2 separate regions of the Mus musculus genome follow, and region 2 is linked to region 1. Evidence: chromatin contacts called from public Hi-C data. All regions are on one chromosome and are shown on one strand. Each heading gives the region's core, a stretch centred on a gene start, on an enhancer-like site or on the middle of the called end of the contact. The rest is flanking DNA. Distances are from core to core; before and after follow the strand shown. Region 1 has its middle 15 kb from the start of Gm35967. Region 2 overlaps Gm41240 (a long non-coding RNA gene).

Region 1 (5,978 bases), core at 884-3,383:
TGCTGCATGACTGCTACTTTTACCTGAAAGGTAACCAACACTTGTTGAACTAGACTTAAGCCCACTCCTTAGGAGACGAAGTCAAGACTCTTACTATAAACTGAGCAAACTCTCTATGGCTGAAGAGAACAAAGACCCTGGGAAAGAACCTATTGCCATCATTTTTCTAAACCATTATAATTTTAACTGTATTTTAAATAGTTATTCTTATACCCATACATAAGTATAGCTCCTTCCCTGCCCCATCAAGTAGCTTTGTTTTTTTTTTTTTGTTTTTGTTTTTGTTTTTTTTTTTTTAACAAAGGGAGACTATTACAGAGATTCATAACTGGTAACGATGTAAAAACTAAATGTGTGGGAAGTACCCAATCCCAACTGATACATCTACAATACACCCCTTACTCTTAAGGCTTGGAGAAAAGGAAGACTGTAGGAAGACTGTAAGAGCTAGAGAAAGAGACAGGATTCCTGATGTGAGATGGTATCTTCTAGAATGTGATAGGGACTTTGGACCCATGAAATCTCAATGACATGGTCACCTACACCAGTCCTGCATTTTGACATCACCAATTGAAATGCCAATATGGATAAAAGAAATTCACATGGCCACACACACACCTAGACGAAGAAATGTAGACAATTCATAACGGCAACTGATGAAAAAGGATAATCACTTTTCTTTGAGGACAATCCCCTAATAGGTTATCCAGTTCCAGGTTCGGGCATAAACACATGTATATATGAACAATGTTAAATAGGCTCAGTAGGGTGTGTGTGTGTGTGTGTGTGTGTGTGTGTGTGTGTGTGTGTGTTCATAATTGAATAAATTGTCAATTTGAGAGAGAATGTGGGCATAAGGGAGTAGACTGGAGGGGTAGAAATGATGTAAGTACAATACTCGTGTATTAAATTTTCAAAAAATTAAAAGAAATTAAAGAAAATGGTCTAAGTGGGTGTGTCTGTAATTTTCAACAATGGTTCCCTTAGAGACCTAAAATGACACTCCAGTTTCATGACCTTCCAGGCATCTAGAAGAAAGTAGAGAGTAGAGCAGCACATATTGGTAAAACCCACAGATGGGACCCATTAAGTCTATTTGCAAATTGTTGGCCAAACTCAGGCATACAGCTAAGTATGTACACAACTAATAGAGTAGATTAGGCATATTTCTAGCTACATGGTAAGCTGGAAAATGTACTATGGCAGAGGCCCCTTTAATCTGGAAGAAGGAAGAAAAATAGAGATTAGAGAGCAGGCAAGGAATTCGATGCAGCTCTGCAGAGATCTGACAGTCAGTTACTTCCAGGTGAAACTATTTCTACAATCCAAATATACTAACTATGTTGACACCAAGCTTATGGTTCCCCATCTTATACAAATATATAATCAAGGGGAAAAAGACAATTTCATTCCCTCTTTTGTCCAATCATTAAATGCTGAGTTCACAATTCCTCAGAAGGGACTTTTGTCCAAAGAGGAGGACATTGTGTAAGGGTAGGCAGAGTCAGTGCTGCAGAGGAAGGCCAGGAAAATGGACTCAAAGGAAAATAAAACACACAAGGTAACAACAAGCCAAAAAGGTTTCAAGGTAGGTTAAAATGGATGCCAGCTTCTGACTTTAAATGCACTTGTGTAAACAAAGAAAAACTGTGGTAACTTTGAAAACAAGAGAATGACATTATCTGAATGTGAGTTTGGAAGACTTTCCTGGCAACAGTGCAAATATTTGCTGCTCAGTAGAACTGAGTTCAATCGGGGATTCATAGAGTTACAGTAGTGTAGGTGGAAAATCATAAGAAGTTTCATTTGAGAAGGGACAGGCAAATGGAGGAGTCACAAATGAAGAAATTAGCAATGTCCTGTATCAAAGGACAGAGAAGACGAAGTGCATTAGAGCGTCTAACCTGCAGGACTCAGGGTCTGGTAATAATATGTCGGGAAGGTTGGAAATGACAGGACAACGTGAGGAGGAGAAAATAAGTAGTTAGTTTCTACCTTGAGATCTCCTCTGAGTGAGAGCAGCAGTAACTATGACATGTAAAAAAACAAAAGTGAGTGCTTGCTCTGCGTAACAGTTTGTGCTGTGGATATTCTCACACTGTTCTGGGAAACTCTCCCAACTCAACATTTGGCTGAAGTCATTGTAAGCCCTTGAGAGTCATTCAGGAAATTCCATGTTCCTTATGACTCTATTCTAAAAGTACACAGCCAAGAAAAGACACAAATTATGATGCACTTTCTAGGGCCAAGGCTGTACTATGTTGACGATAGGCTTGTAGAAGCCTGAAACTCTCAAAGGGTTTACTCTAGGCAAAACCACATGTGGGCATATATTTCATGGGTGAATAGATTTGAAACTTATACCCAACAATGACAAGCAGTTAGAAAGTGAGGGACAGAGAGAACAAGAGAGGGAAGCTCACTAATTGTAGGCTGTTACATTTCTATAGTTTGGGGCTGTTTATTATAGTCCTCGAAACTTTACCTTAACTTAACATTACTTGGCCCATCCCAAATTATCAATCTAGAGAATGAATAGAGCTGTAATGAGACTCCCTAGGCCACCTACCTTGTTATTTTTTTCAATTCTGGGAAAATTAAATAAGAAAACCAGTAACAACAAGAACAAGAACAACATAACACAGTATTATAGACCTGGCACACAATAAACAGTTAACAAATTAATGAGTAAATAAATATTTAAAATAATTGTACAATATTTAAATTTTTATACTTAAAAGATGAATTGTTATAAATGAACACAGTGGGTAGTTATTTTAAATTGATAATCATATTTATTAATGATTATTTTATAATAAAATTGGGACACATCTGGAGAGTCTATATAAAAAATTCTTAATGCTAGCCCAACACTGCAGTTAAAGGAGGGCAAACAGAGGTCCCCATTCTTAAGCCATAAGTAGACAAACTCGGTTTGTCAAGCTTCAAAACTGTACCTAGGACTGCTCTCGACCACTTTGTCCCCCTTCTCCCTCCTTAAACCAGGGTGGAAAATTGTAAGCTTTACAAGGGAGACAAATATATAATGATGTAATAAGCAAAACTTAAAAATCTATCAAGCACTTAAAAGTCTATCAGGTAGCAATTAAAAGAAATGCAATATAAGGACCTAAGTATTAAATCAAAGTCGCATTAAAACAGAAAGCTGGAGGACCCCGACACATACATATACAGCAGAGGACTGCTGGTCTGGCCTCAGTGAGAGAAGATGCAACTAACCATTGAGAGAGAATCGAGGCCCCAGGGAGTGGAGGGGCCTGGTGGGGTGGGAGGTGGGGTATGGGAACATTCTCTTGGAGACCTGGGGGAAGGGTGCGGGGAGATATGGAATGGGGAGCAGTTGGGGGAACCTTCTGGGAGGGGAATGAAGAATGGACTGTAAAAAATGATTAAAGAAAACAAACAAACAAACAAACAAACAAACCCAGAGAGCTCGGGGAGGGGTGAGCCTACAGGATGACTTCAGAGGTGTATCAGGCCTTTTGGAAGGAGAAAGCTTTTTTCTATCACACAGAAGAGTTGTAGATGCAGTCCTTGTTGCTGTTCTGCAGACCTATGCCTTTCATCACCTCTCTCCTCTGGCACAGGCAATAGAGTTCAGAGAATTACTGTTCTTCGGCGTCCATCTGCAGAGCTAGGTGGTATTCATCTGATCTCACCCCGAGTCTACGAAAAGTCGGCATGCTTCCTGGAAAGACAGAAACCTCCAAACTGGCCAGCTAGGAAATAAACAGAACCTGACTCTGTTGTAACATGGGAACCTGGGCCTTAAGCGTTGACATTTCCACAGTTGAAAAATGGACCGGGAACCCTTATTCGGGCCCACATGGATCTTTGGTGAGCTCTTATGGAATCATTCTGACAAGAGGTTTTTGAACTTGTGACCAGAATATTCTTAGACCATCTCGCTGAATTTAGAATCTATAGATTAAAGATGAAAGGATGAGAATTAATAAATGATGTGTTCTGCTCAGGACTAAAACTACACCTTTCCTTCAGCTGCCAGAATTCCTGGAATTATTCTGAACTTGCACTTTTCTGTTTATAATTATAACATCTCCCTCTGGAAACCATGTTACTGTTCTTCTTGGGGCTTGTAAAGTCTTACCCATCTTCTGATTAAATTATCAGTAATGATTTGCTCTGCCTCAGTGATAAAGGGACTTGCAAGATTTCCTTTACCAGTGACAGTGGAAGAAAAGGCAGCAGCAGAGACTCGCTGATTGGCTCCACTGGCAAGCCAACTTCTAGACCCCTGACCTTTGCTAGCTCCATTACCCTGGCCTTAGCTCACCCCTCCGTTCTAGCTGTTTGTTCCTTTCTCATTGTTACAAAATGCTCGACACAACCCAGAGCAGTAATTATTTATCTTGAGTCATGGTTTCTAGGACCACTTGGCTTCAAACACTTCAGTGGAGCATGATGGTAATGAGAAAGTATGGCTGAGGGGTTCTCTGCTTTATGAACAGGGACCAGAGAGGGGGCAGGAAGGATCCAGAGCCAAGTGTTCCCCCAAGGCACACTGTAGTGACCTTCATCAAGGCGTCGCCTCCTAAAGTTTCCAGAATACCCTAAACTAGTGCCCCGAGCCAGAAGCAAGGATTTTAGCATATGAGATTGGAGGAGACAGTTCACACATCATAAAGCATTGTGTTAGATGTGGTAGATGGACTGTTCAATGAAGAATCAGACTCAGTTTCCATGTTCAAAGGAGTACAGTCTTGTGAGGGTAGAGAAGAAGGCCATCCTTCACGAGGTAGCACAACTGAGAGGTGACACAGCTACTAAATCTACAGAGGCACAGGCACACAGCTGCCACATGATCTTGTGCAGACTCTAGAGAAGTCCCTCAGAAAATGGAATGGGGTTACCAGAGTGTACCAGAGTGGGTAATGGGGATCCAGAGATGTGGGGCAAACTCATGGGATCCCTGTGCCTTGCATTGTCCCTAGCCTATAGGCATATAGATGTACAGACCTTGGATTTGCAGTCTCTCGGTGACGGACTGTTACCTGCATGCATTTTAATTCAGATCTTCCATTTCTCAGGCTCAGCGCAGGCCTAGAACTGCTTCTGTTCCTGGCGTTGGTGCACGAATCCCTTGTTGCAATAGAGAATCTAGGCTGTCTAGATTTAACACCCAGTCCGTGTCCCTCTCTTTGGGCACCGAGTTTTGCTCTCTTTCTGCTTTTGGTAGGGGTTGGCCTTAACACCTGCTGCACAGCCTACCCTGATATTTCTCTGGGCTTCTGCCCACGTGGCTTCCGCACTCTGGTTCATTCTCCAGCGCCGTTGGCAACTTTCACCTATTTTGGGCTCCAGGGATTTCCAGCTGTCTCCTAGTTCTGCTGAAAATGGAGTTTGCAAATTTTCGTTTCCCGTCCTCTTTGTTGCTTTTGGATGCGCTCCAGGTGGAGAAGGAGCTGTACAAACTGCTTGGGCCAAGTTCACACCATGAGTTGCCTCCCTCACGGTTCTCTACGTCTATAATTTTTCCACAGTTGAAGACTGTAAATTCAGTTAGGAGACCTCGGATGAGGATGACTAATAACAGGATTAGGAAAGTTCTCATGAATGAAACGCTATTGGAAAGATAATGGAAGAGAGTACTAACGCTAAGAGCCTCATTTGACTAGGCATGTCCAGCTAGACTGTGAGAACACTTTTCCTTCTCTTTGCCTCGTCGAATGTGAGGTGAGGAGTGTGTTGTCCACTTCCTCCATTAGACAACAAATGAATGTAACTCAGTACTCCTAACCCTCTTGCCCTGATTTAATCCATCCAAGCTCATACACATTGTCTATCTCACATGTATAATTCTGTATTACAGAATGCTATTTATTTTTCACATCTATTTATTTATTGTATGTGCTGGATGTGTGGGTGTGTGTTTGGCACAGTGCATTTGTGTAAGTTAGAGGACAGCTTGTAGGAGTCGGTTCTCTCCCACCACGTGG
Region 2 (5,978 bases), core at 1,268-3,767, 650 kb before region 1:
AGCTGACAATCTCTTTTCTCATGTCTCTTTGATCCTGAGAGCAATAAAGCAAGAGAGAAGTAAGAAGGATGAAAGCTGGCCTTGAGCTCGATGGTATCCTACTTGTCCAGTGTGTACGAGAACCTGGCATCAAAAACGAGTACAGAAAATGCAGTGCATAACAAGATAAAGCTTTAAATATAACAGTTTTGTAAAGAGGTCCAATTTAAATTGACAAACTCGTCCTTAAAAACATAGAAAATGATAAAAGAAATACTAAGAGACATAGATCCCCCACACATGCTATCTCAGAATAAAGAGTTCTGTGACAGCAGACAGAGTTCTACTGAAGCCCATGACCCTAGGACTAAACCTTCGCATGGCAAAGAAAGGTAGATACTAAAGGAAGGAGAGAGAGAGAGAGGGAGAGAGAGAGAGAGGGAGAGAGAGAGAGAGGGAGAGAGAGAGAGAGGGAGAGAGAGAATGAGAGAATGAATGAATGAATCCTTCCAGAGAAGGATTAACTATAGTTGCTCCAAAGAACCTTTCTAAACAGGTCTACTCACTACCACCATCCCTAGCTCCCCACCCCCACCCTGCCACACACTCTGTTTTCTTTCTTTTCCACTACCTCTGGTGGGTGTTAGGCTACAAAGAAAGTTGAAGCATTTAAGAACCATCATTAAAAATAGGTTTTGAAAAACTTTAAAAAAAGAGAAAGATAATTATAACTTTAAATGTTTCCTCAATGTAAATTCTTTGTTTCATTTTTATGTTATATAATTCCAATATTCTTAAATTGGTAATAGTTAATTGATAGACATTGATTGATGAATTAGATTTTTGAAGGGATACACAGTATAATCATTGAATTTTAATCTCTAGTCATTTGACAGAGGAAGACTTCTCTTCTGTCGTCTTATTTATAACTATGTGTGAAATGATGAGATTCATAATGAATATTCATTCTCAAATGTAAAAATGATTATGAAAGATGTCCTAGTTAAAATATCAATGTTGTGATGAAACACTGTGACCAAAAGCAAGTTGGGAAGGAAAAGTTTAGTTTTTCTTACACTTCTACAATGTAGTCCATTATTAAAGAAATTCAGGACAGGAACTCAAACAGGACAGCAGCCTGGAGGCAGGAAGTCATGCAGAAGCCATGGAGGAGTGCTGTTTACTGGCTTGCTCCTCATAGCTTTCTCAGTCTGCTTTCTTACAGAACCCAAGTTCACCAACTTAGAGGTAGCACCACCTACAGTGGGCTGTGCCCTCCCCCATGGATCACTAATTAAGAAAATGCATACAACAGTCTTATCCTTTCAGAAAACTCTGGCCTGTGTCACACTGACAAAGCTAGTTAATCCCTTGTCAACTTCCATAGAACAGCTGATGAAGCTTTGAACTCTTTTCTAGCCCAATGGTCAAAAGAAGAAAAAACAAAGAAAAGAAAGAAAGAGAGAGGGGGGGGAGGGAGGGAGGGGGAGGGAGAGAGAGAGAGAGGGAGGGAGGGAGAGAGAGAGAGAGAGAGGGAGGGAGGAAGGAAGGAAGGAAGGAAGGAAGGAAGGAAGGAAGGAAGGAAGGAAGGAAGGAAGGAAGGAAGGAAGGAAGAAAAGGTCTCTTCCTCTCTCACACAAAACCCCCAAAATCTTGGTAGCAATTTCTGTCCCAGTTAGACATACTATTGTCGTGATGAAACACTGTAACTAAAAGCAAACTGGGGAGGAAAGTATTTATTTTTCTTACACTTCCATATTTTGGTCCATTATTGAAGGAAGTCTGGGTAGGATCTTAAGCAGGGCAGGAACCTGGAGGCAGGAGTTGATGCAGAGGCCAGAGAGGTGGTGCTTCCTGGCTTGCTCCTCATAAGACTTCCTCAGCCCCCTTTCTTATAGAACCCAGGACCACCAGCCCAGGGATAAAACCACAATAGCCTGGGGCCGCCCCCATCAATCCCTAATTCAGAAATTCCCTACAGTCAGATACTGAGGAAATTTTTCACTTGAGGTTCCCTCCTTTCAGATAACTCTTTCAGATAACTCAAGTTGACACAAAACTAACCAGCACAGACAATTTCAGAAATATCAACAGATTTAGGATATAGAAATAGACATCCCTTTTCTAGAAGGTGGAAAATTTTAAAAACTCAACTTACACTTACAGTGAAATACTACAGATGATTTAGAATAACTTCGAAAATGACTTATAGGTGAGATAATCCTGGATTTTGCATCACTTGCCAATTCCAGCAGTTCTTCAGGAATTCTGTTGTGATACGAAAAAAACAGCAAGGAAGTAATCTAAAGTATTTGCATATATAGGAAACTAAGACCAAATAATCAAGTGAGTTATAGTGGAATCTATGATCTCATTGGAATGAGAAGGCATGATATAAATGTTGAGTGCTTCCCTTGAGAGGCCACGCATACACAGCATTTATCTTTATTAGCCACCATCCTTCTAACAGTCGGGCTCTGAATGGTCCAGGCACATGTTCTTGCCCTTATTCAAACAAACAGGCTAGAGCATGTGGTAACACGATGACTGTACAAGTACAAAATACACACTCCCCAGGCATATTTGAGGCATCAACTCTGATAACCAGAGCACCCAGCCTTTTGTAATCTGTCAACAAACTAATAAATTACATCGGACAAGTGAGGAACAACTTCCTTCCCATGACCATCTGCACAGGGAATAAGTCAACAATTAGGAATCCAATAAAAGTGAGTTTTGACAAGATAAGCAAAGGCTTAATATTTCAAGTTAAGGTCTAATCCTTTTAGGAACTGATTAGCACACACTTAAGATTTTTGGCATTCTATCTATAAATATTAAGAGATTATTAAGAAATATAATCAGGCAACAGGAATGTACATCTTGAGCCCTGCCCTGGATGTACGGTGGAGTCTCATTTCTATTGACGTCAAAGGAGTTGTACTTCTAAGACAGAGCTACACTTGGCTACTTTCTCAATTACTGAATCAAACTCAGATTTACTTAACTCTTCTGTAAAAGATTAGTTATCTAAGTCCATTAATATATACTTTGGCTACAGAGTTGGATTCAGAAGGCCTACATTGATAGTGATTTAACTTTTTTATTAATTTTAAGAACGAGTGTCCTTACATAATTTTCCATGCCTATAGTTGTTCCCATTCCTCCTGCTGCTTTATCACACCATCAAGAGATTCCAACATACCCCTAATGGCAACCTGTCAACAATCTGACCATTAAAGAAAGTAGAGGCTAGGACTTGTTGGAGAAGGAGGTGACACTCTGTGCCTACCTAACCTGTGAAATTCAGTTAAAATTGACTTTTAAGCTTTGTAAAAACTCTGTTGTACATGCTGATGAGGAATAGGTTGGGAGAGTCCCAGGTTTATCATTCATTATCATATGCTGCCTTGATGAATTCCTGACTTACTGTTGTGTTTCCCATATATGCAGGTTTGCAGAAGATCCTCCCAGATATAAAGATTACTTAAATAAGACCATAATCATCTACTATATCTCCTAGCCAACTCTAAAATGTTCTGTAAAAATAATCTATATAAACACACATGTACCCCTGTATGTGTGTGCACAGAGAAAGAAGTTTTTTCACACATACACACACATACACACACACACACATACACACATACACAGAGAGAGAGAGAAAGAGAGAGAGACAGACATTTATAGTGGGTGAAATTTCAATTATTTCTAAAAACTTGGAACTCATAGTAAATTTACCAATGAGCCTTATCACTTATTAGTCTAAAACCTGTTGCTAGATAAGAAAAATACTTTGAACATAACTATTTTTAACTAATTTTTATTTAATTTTTTGAGAATGTTCATACAATATTTTTTTACAAATAAATGTAGATTTAATTTTACCTTTTGGGGCATATCTTTTTCTAATAAAGAGATATATCCAGCAAATGAAAATTATACATGTTCTGGGTTATGAGGTATATTCAAGTCATAAATGTTATACAAGGGATTACATACATATGTCCAACTATGACTGATATTTTTTTTAAGTGAACTAACTCCATTCCATTAGTTTCCCCTAGAGAACAAAAAGGGAAATGTATATTTGGAAAAATGAGAAAAAAAACCCTGAGGATTAAAATATCTAAAAATATACTTTATTGAAGGAAACAGATGATCTAGGATACAGACGACTTCAGAAAGACTAATGCTTATTATTTAATTTAGATAAACAAAAATGCTATCTTTGGAAAAACTATTCATCTTTCTACAAGTTTCCAGAAGGTCAAATTCAGTTCACCGTGCCTTTTGTGTTTCAAGATCAGCCATATTTTAAAATACATCTTTCAACATTACATTTTCTTCTCTCCTTTTGAAACTCTTTAATTTTTGCATTTTTCTTCTTGAAAACCTGCCAAATATGTGTCAAATGAGATCCTAAATCTCTCTCTTATCTGTGCTTAAAAGTATTTTATTCCTAGTTTCTCCTGGGACTTTACACAATATTCCCCATTCTCCTTCATGGCACATACACAAGCTCTTCCTCATTTTTTAGAATATCTAAGATGTTCCAGGTAAGAACTATAGGAAAGCGCTTAGTCTACCTGCCATCCTACCTGACACATGAAGATATCTCTGTGCTGGAATATTTTCCTTTATTAGTTCCCTTCCCAGGCTTCACTGTGTTTTAACCATGACTCACACATCACTTTGCTGTCATTCTTTATATTCGGGTCTTGGCCACTGATATCTTGGACTCCTAAGTGGCACTCACTGAGCAATTTTCTTCCTCTTATTCTGTAGAATTCGTTACAGCCAATATGGCTGCCCCAAACAGCTGTAGTGCTATCTGACTTCATCTCCCAGTTAAAGTTTGGCATGTGAGTCCAACTGTGCACAACCTGCATCCCTTGTTCAATGCATTCCTGGTTTGTTCTGTGTCTCAGAAAGACAAATCAACAACAAGAATGACTGTCTGCTTCAAAATTATATAAAGGTTTATTTGTCCACAGGCAATGTTGAGATAGTAATGCTTGATTTTAACATACTGCAGGGATAAAAATGGAGAAGAACCTGAGGGAGAGGAAACTCAGCAACAGGCCCAAATTGGGATCCAGCTCAAAGGGATGCCCACAGGCCTGACACTATTACCGAGTCTATGGTGTGCTTACAAAAGGGGACCTACATGACTGTCCTCTGAAAGACCCAACAAGCAGCTGAAAGAGTCAGATGCAGATATTTGCACCCAACCAATGGACAGGAGCTTTGACCACTGTGGTTGAAGTAGGGAAAATCTGGAAGAGGCTGAGGAGGAGGGCTACCCTATAAGAAGACCGGCAGTCTCAACTAACCTGGACCCCCCAAGATCTCTCAGACACTGGATCACCAACCAGGCAGCATACCCCGCTGATATGAGGCCCCTAAAACATATACAGCAGAGGGCTGCTGGCTCTGGACTCAGTCAGAGAAGATGCACCTAACCCTCAAGAGACTGGAGGATCCAGGGAGTGGGGAAGTCTAGTGGGGGGGGGGGCATCCTCATGGAGACAGGGGTGGGTGGGGGAGGAGGTGGTATGGGATGAGGAACAGTCCGAGGGTGGACCAGGAAGGGGATAAAATATGGACTGTAAAAAAAAGATTAACTAAAATTTAAAAAAAAATAAACATACTGTGCACTATTTCAAGTGCTGAATATTTAGCTTTTGAAGCACAACCCACGCCAAAATATTTCCAAAAACAGGCTCTATATTTTCTAGTAATTAATTTTTCCTTTAGCAACTAATGTTGAATTCCAAGGATTGCTTTTTACATGCGCCCCCCCTTGCCCCCCCCCCGCTTTGAGAGGAAATTTAAACACTGTTTGACTTTCTTTTCTTCGTCGTTAGATTTTCTTTATAACAAAGGCAACTTGCCTTACAAGCACACAGAATCAACAGTTTTCACTTGTAACATAAATTAATATCTAGGACACGTCAACTGAAAATCTTAGCTATTTCCGAAAGCTGCAGATGCTA

Evidence for each region. A called contact is a pair of places that touch in the nucleus more often than the background predicts.
Region 2: a Hi-C map of adipose-derived mesenchymal stem cells shows a contact between it and region 1, with 2.2 times the contacts expected there. The contact joins two enhancer-like sites.

What each region holds. Positions count from the first base shown.
Region 1 is chr14:105,740,491-105,746,468 of GRCm38.p6, reverse strand. No RefSeq gene overlaps it. Among named protein-coding and RNA genes, the nearest start is that of Gm35967, 15 kb to the right of the region's middle. Within about 2 kb of position 2,133, at least 47 of the 459 cell types and tissues checked have an H3K27ac peak or open chromatin away from gene starts, as enhancers often do. A contact at or near this core is called in adipose-derived mesenchymal stem cells, where this site is marked.
Region 2 is chr14:106,390,735-106,396,712 of GRCm38.p6, reverse strand. Gm41240 (a long non-coding RNA gene) reads right to left here. Exons shown (of 4, transcript XR_001781423.1): 3 at 2,144-2,247; 4 at 1-34. Among named protein-coding and RNA genes, the nearest start is that of Gm41240, 30 kb to the right of the region's middle. Within about 2 kb of position 2,517, at least 14 of the 459 cell types and tissues checked have an H3K27ac peak or open chromatin away from gene starts, as enhancers often do. A contact at or near this core is called in adipose-derived mesenchymal stem cells, where this site is marked.